Linked DNA regions of Zea mays: region 2 is linked to region 1. Evidence: chromatin contacts called from public Hi-C data. All regions are on one chromosome and are shown on one strand. Each heading gives the region's core, a stretch centred on a gene start, on an enhancer-like site or on the middle of the called end of the contact. The rest is flanking DNA. Distances are from core to core; before and after follow the strand shown. Region 1 holds the start of LOC100277450. Region 2 holds the start of LOC109942375 (auxin efflux carrier component 2).

The links. A called contact is a pair of places that touch in the nucleus more often than the background predicts.
Region 2: a contact with region 1 is called in a Hi-C map of ear, with 3 times the contacts expected there. The contact joins the promoter of LOC109942375 here to the promoter of LOC100277450 in region 1. A contact is called at or near these places in 3 of 25 Hi-C or Micro-C datasets (ear, leaf and tassel).

What each region holds. Positions count from the first base shown.
Region 1 is chr9:111,059,498-111,062,681 of Zm-B73-REFERENCE-NAM-5.0, forward strand. It overlaps LOC100277450, which reads left to right and starts at 1,729. Exons shown (of 1, transcript XM_008661654.4): 1 at 1,729-2,606. The coding sequence starts at 2,009. The coding sequence ends at 2,278.
Region 2 is chr9:111,197,471-111,200,548 of Zm-B73-REFERENCE-NAM-5.0, forward strand. It overlaps LOC109942375 (auxin efflux carrier component 2), which reads right to left and starts at 1,488. Exons shown (of 7, transcript XM_020544317.3): 1 at 84-1,488. The coding sequence starts at 1,081.

The DNA.
Region 1 (3,184 bases), core at 479-2,978:
CGTGGTGGTCTTCCATTGTAAATAACCACACCTGGAGCTTAATCTAGCTACCTGGTTGTAAAGGAGAACATTGTTGAAGTTTAACTGGGAATGGGAATGCAATTGAGATTGGACTGATTTTAATTTATAGTCCAGAAGTGGTGGCCGGTGGCATGGCAATGCAACACTACTAGCTAGAATTGTAGCTACAGCCAGTTGCCCTTCTTGCGGCTGGTTGTAGGGCTGGCTGCTCTCGCAAGCTGCTGGCGAAACAACTTTGGCTCTATGTGGCTGAGCTTGGCGGGCTGCTTTCGCAAGCTGCTGGCAGTCACAACAGCCGCTGGCGGAACAACTTTGGCTCTAGGTTGCTCAAGCTTCGTAAACATATCTAATATAGGTACATAAGAAACATGTGTATAAGATTAAGACCTAGACTCTATTTGTTCCTCTATCCTAAATATAGAGAATATTTTCTCCTATATAGTCTCTAAAAATATCCTCTAAAACTCTCTCTAAATAGACACTCCACTCATCCTCTATCCGCGTGATTGGTTTCAGTGCCCACGAGTGCTAGGCTCGTGCCGACCTAGACTAGCAGAGAAGCCTCCTCCCCGTATACCCACGCGTGCAAGCGGGAGCTAAAAAATTAACTGTGCTGCATGCGCGTGAGCAGACTCGTCTCATCCTAAGCAGGGGACCAATCACGTGCACGACCATAGTCAATGCACCCGCTGAGCCTGCACATAGCCGGCCGGGCTACCAATCACATGGTATATGTATGGACTTTCTCTTCTCTCCTCTAATTATTTTTATATTTTAGATAACAAATTAAACAAAACTAAAATATTATGTGCTTTTGATGTAGAGAGGACAATATATAGATAATGTTACTAGAGAGAAAAATTAGATAGAGAGAAAGAAACTTTTATAAAAATCTATAAAGGATAGATATAGAGACAACTGTTCATTTGGATTTAATCTGTACCGGTTTCTACTGCATCTACAATATTTTTGTTTCTATAGATTACATCTACATCAGTGCACAATTGTTTTTAATTCGAAGCTAACAGTCCTAAGTTTCCAATGTAAAAGATAGACATCCTGGGGACTGGGGACAGTATACATGTACGGGCACGGTGTGTGGGACACAGCCACACAGGCATGATGATGATGAGGTTGGAGAGTGGAGACCCAGGTCATGCAACGACGCGCACCAATTGAAATGAAGGACGTGGGATACTACCCTGCCCAGTGCCCAGGCTAGCCACTACGCCGCGCACCCCCACAGGCCCTCACAGCGCCAAGCAGTACATGTGACCGGTCCAAATAAGCCCAAGCAAAAGCGGCCCGGCCGGCGCGCGCATCTCCGCCGCGTCCTCTTGTCCAGCTGTCCCCGTCCACCGCGCGCCGAGCCATGCAAACGCAGTTTGCTTTGCCGCCCCGCGCGGCCGGCGGCCCTCACGTCAACCCGCACTCGACGACGACGCCACCACGCGCGCGCGTGTTTCGCCCCCTCGTCCAGTCGTCCGATCGGCTCTCCACGCCCGCAACGACGACGACGACAGAGTCGGCTGACGAGAGCCGCACTGGGCACGCAGTGCGGTGCCCACATACGACGGTAAATCCCAGCGAGAGCTCACGCGCACGCCGCCGTAAAGACAGCCACGGCAAGTCGGCAACTGCACCAACCACAGAGGCAGGAGAGAATTAATTGCGATAACCCCACCGGCGTTAACACGCGAGCCCCACCGGCGCACAGCTCGCTCGCCGGCCAGCGCGCGCTTGCTGCACTGCACGTACGGTACCCCCGGCACAGCACCCGTGACGTGATGTTTGTCCTTAGCAGCTAGCTAGCTAGCTAGCCCAAAGAAGCACCGAGCGAACACACACGTCGTCCTGCCTGCGGTCAAGCACCTGCGAGAGGAGAGCCTCAGCTAGCTAGCTAGCTGGTGTGTCCTATACTCGTATTGTACGTCCCTCACAGTCACATAGAAAGAGAGAGGCCGGGATCGATATCGCGATAGGTACGATGGCGGGGATGGCCGCGGCCGCAGTAGGGTCGGCGTCGTCGTCGTCCGGCCCGGCGGTTATGCTGCTGTGCGGCAAGGCGGAGAAGGTGCTGGGCGTGCAGAAGGCGCCCGGGAGCTGCCCCTACTGCGGCGGCGTGGTGGCGGCCACGGACGTGGAGGCCGAGTGGGCGCTCTGCTGCCTGCCGCTCTGCCGCAGGACCAAGCGGAGGTTCGCCTGCACCGCCTGCGCCAGGCGCCTCGTCACCTACCCGGCTATCCTGCATGACTAGAATAGAAGAAGAAGGTCGACGACGTACACCATCGACGGCCGGCCGGTTTTAATTTCCTTCTACTATCTTCATTCGCGTCTTCACCTCCGGCACTACTCCGATCTCCAGATCGACCAAGTCATCGAGAAGAGAGGTGCATTTGGTGGTCGCCCGTTTTGGTAAGAAGTTGAATTCGAACCTGAACCTCTGTTGCCAAAGTGCCAACTTTAGCCTACTCCACCGATTTCCAGCGCGGACATGCTCTTGGCGTATTTGCTAGTATATGCTAGTATATGAGATCGAAGGCCCGTGGTTAAGCTATCCGAGGATGTTCTTTTATTTTCACTCATTCGCTGCCGACAGATGGATTACTTGTTCAGGGAAAAAACACACAAAAATGCGCCTTTTTTTTTTTTGCCATCACCTACATACGTACCGTCTAGAAGTACGGTGCTTGGTCCGTGTCGCCTGACGCCGACTCTCGATCAGGGGGGAAAACACACAAAGAAAGCGGTTTTTTCTTTGCCGACACCTACATACGTCTAGGTACGCCGGCCGACTCTCGATAGCCAGATCGCACGGTAACCAGAGTTCACAGCGGGCCGATCCAGGATTTCACAACTGGGTATTCCACCTGCATAATTTTTTTTGATCAAATGTGCAATAGTAACAAGCAAAGCACAACTTTTGAGTATTGTCTCTAATAACTAAGAAATATTACAAACATCAAAAGTAGTACTCCCTCTGTCCACGTAAGCTCATCTTTTTAGTTTGTTCTAAATCAATCATTATTAACTCTGACCGATTACTAGATTCATCGTAAATTGAACTATAACTCTTTTAGTTTAAAATAATTTAATCTTATATATATTGTTGGTCAAATTTTAAATAGTTTAACTTAGTATAAACCTAGAAAGGCAAAGACCA
Region 2 (3,078 bases), core at 238-2,737, 140 kb after region 1:
TTAGCATATATAAGACAAATTTCAAGGAAGCGAGCACTAGCGAACAAAAAACGAAAAAACTTGGGGACAGTAGACCGACGTACCGTGGCGGTGGCATCATGCCGGGGTTGGGCGCGGGGTACGCCGCGGCGTCGCCACCCTTCCCAGACGCGAACTTGTTGGCCACCTGCTCGTCGAGCCCCGGCGCGCGTGCGGCGCCGGGCTGCGCCAGCGGGCTGGCCATCTTGCTCCCGTTGAACATGGCGTAGAAGTCGGACTGGTTGAAGCTGGAGCCGCGGGGCGTGGGCTCCCGCGAGGTCTGCAGCGAGTAGATCTCGACGCCGGTGAGGTTGGAGGCGCGCGGGGTCATGGCCGAGGACGGGCCGTAGGGGCGGTACCCGGCGCCGGAGCGCGCGGCGCCGTGGCCGCCGCCCGTGGTGGACGCGGAGGCGGAGCGGCGGATGACGACGTGGACGCGGCCGTCGCTGCCGACCTCGGCGTCCGCCTGCAGCGCCTCGCGGCCGTTGAGGGAGACGACGTCGGAGTCGACCCTGAAGGAGGCGATGCTGGCGCCGACGTCGGGCGGGAACTGCTCGGAGATGAGCGCCTTGGCGCCGCGGTACTCGAAGAGGAAGAGCATGAGCGTGTACCAGATGACGCTCTGCAGCACCACGATCTGCACCATGAGGTTGCCCGAGAAGTCGCCGTACATGGCGCGGAGCAGCGGGATGCCCATCACCAGCGTGTTGGGCAGCGTGGACAGCGAGAAGAGCGTGATGGTCCAGTCCAGCGACGACGCCGCCGCGCCCCTGCGGTAGCGGGAGAGCACGTTGTGCCACACGGCCAGCGCCGCCAGGATGACCAGCTTCTGCAGCGAGTCGGCCGCCAGGAACCGGTACTGCATCGCGTAGGGGTCGCAGCTGGAGATGAAGTGGAAGGAGAGCAGCGGCACGGCGAAGACGGCCACGAAGCGGTTGATGCCGGAGCACTGGTCCGGGGTGAAGATGGCCCACCACCGCACCGACCCGTACGCCAGGAACATGGCCACGTACAGCGGCACGATCGCCGCAAGAACGTCGTAGATGTCCCGCCCGGTGATCATCGCGGCGGCGGCGGCGGCGACGGCGACGCTGACAGCTGCAGCTTAGGCCACGCTAGCCTGTTCTGTTCCTTTGGTTTTCTACAAAGATCTGCTGGTAGCTGACGCAAACTATCAGAAACGAAGTGCGAGAACAGAAGCAGAAGAGATAGTTATATATAGGAGGTCCTTAATAAGATAATCGCAGACGACTCGCCACTTAATTTAGCTGTTAATCAGCTAGAGCATGGTGGTACGACGATGGACGTAGAGAATCCGAGGGGCGGCGTACACAGTTGCAGGTAGCTAGCTGCAGGCCGCGACGTGCAAACACTGTCGTATCCTTGTGTGGCTACGGCAACGTACTGTAGGTAGTACAACCTGAGCCCTAGCTAGCTTCTAGACTAGATAAATGCGTGCAAGCTCGAGGTAGCCATGGGCCATGGCGCAAATGCATGCACGCTGATCAAGGATGGCCTTGACATGGATAAAGAGACTCCGCAACTGGTCAAAGAATTGCACGCAGTAGGCTCCTGTTGGGCTGCTGCAGTGTCGTTGCAAATTGCACGACGCCACACCGACAAGGCGATATGGTCGCTTCCGTGGTAAAGTGTTGGACATACAAGGCAGTAGTTACCGACTTACCGTTAGATCTTTAGGCTCGATCGGTCACCGTGTGCGCGCGTGTGGGAAGGTTTTGACTGGATAGCTAGGATCGAAAAACGGTGAATAGACATGATCCTCCATCTCAAGCAGCATCCCAAATAAAGAGGAAACAACACAAATAGTAATACCCAAAAGTGTGGTTAGGCTGTTAGATGCGCCATTGTTTAGATAGTGACCATCTTCGTTATCTCGTTCTTATTTGTAGTGTCATTTAAATATGAACTAGTCATGAGTATATGCATTGTTATGGTTTCTATATTACATGAGTATTACTTTATCTAGAGCAAAGTCGTGTAGGAGAAGCATTCGTCAATCCAGCATGCCCACCGTCCACAGGCTAGGTACAGCAACCACTCACTGCCTACTAACTATATACATCTATGTAGTCGTCGATCGACTTTAGATGTATTTAAGGTCCATACTCAACTCTAAACCAACACTTCCTACAAACACAATCAAACAAGACATCTAGTGTGGTTAGATGAGAGGAGCCTATATTCAGATGACCAGGATTCAATCTTTTTATTTTTTTTATATATGATATATGCAAACTATGATTAATGGGATGTTTATTCTAACACAATTGTAAGGTTTTATTTTCCACTTATTAGTATACATATATATTAATAATATCTAACTTCAATCTATCACAAACACTCATGTGTTGTAGTGGTAATAACCACTTCCTTCAATCATGAGGCCGTGGGTTCAAAACCCACCCAACATTGACATGTCGCTTATTTCACAAACTAGGTGAGTGCCCGTGCGTTGCAACGGGAATATATAATATCACGATAACTTATGTATAAATATGTGATATACTGTTATGAGAAAAGGTCCTCGAGCATTTATTTGATCTGAGCGACGACGATGGAGACTTCACCGGCGTGGCAGCGATCGAGGTCGCGCCACCAGAGCAAGTCGTCGCGGCCCTCAGAGTTATCCTCGATCGGAGGAGCCCGCGATGCCGCGACCCGCTGGCCCGGCGAGGTGGGCTAGACCCCACCGCACGTCGAGAGGAGCGGACCTAGCATCAAAAATTATTACGAAGCATGCATCAGAGTCAAATTATTACGAAAGATGAGTAAAATATTGTTTTGTTGTTTTACTCGAGTGACATCCTCGAGATAGCTAGAATGGCGAAATATGGGTAACGATCATTTGGATGTTCTTACTGCTAACATTGAACTCTAGAGCTAGAGAGATTTAGAAGTATCCCTCAATTTGCATGCGTCAGAACATTTGACGCCTAATTGACATCCCAGTTAGCCAGGAAGGTCACTGGTTGCAGATTCTTTGATTTGTATAATATTACTGACTATGTGAATATCCTTAGCTTGTTAGCAGTGGTAACA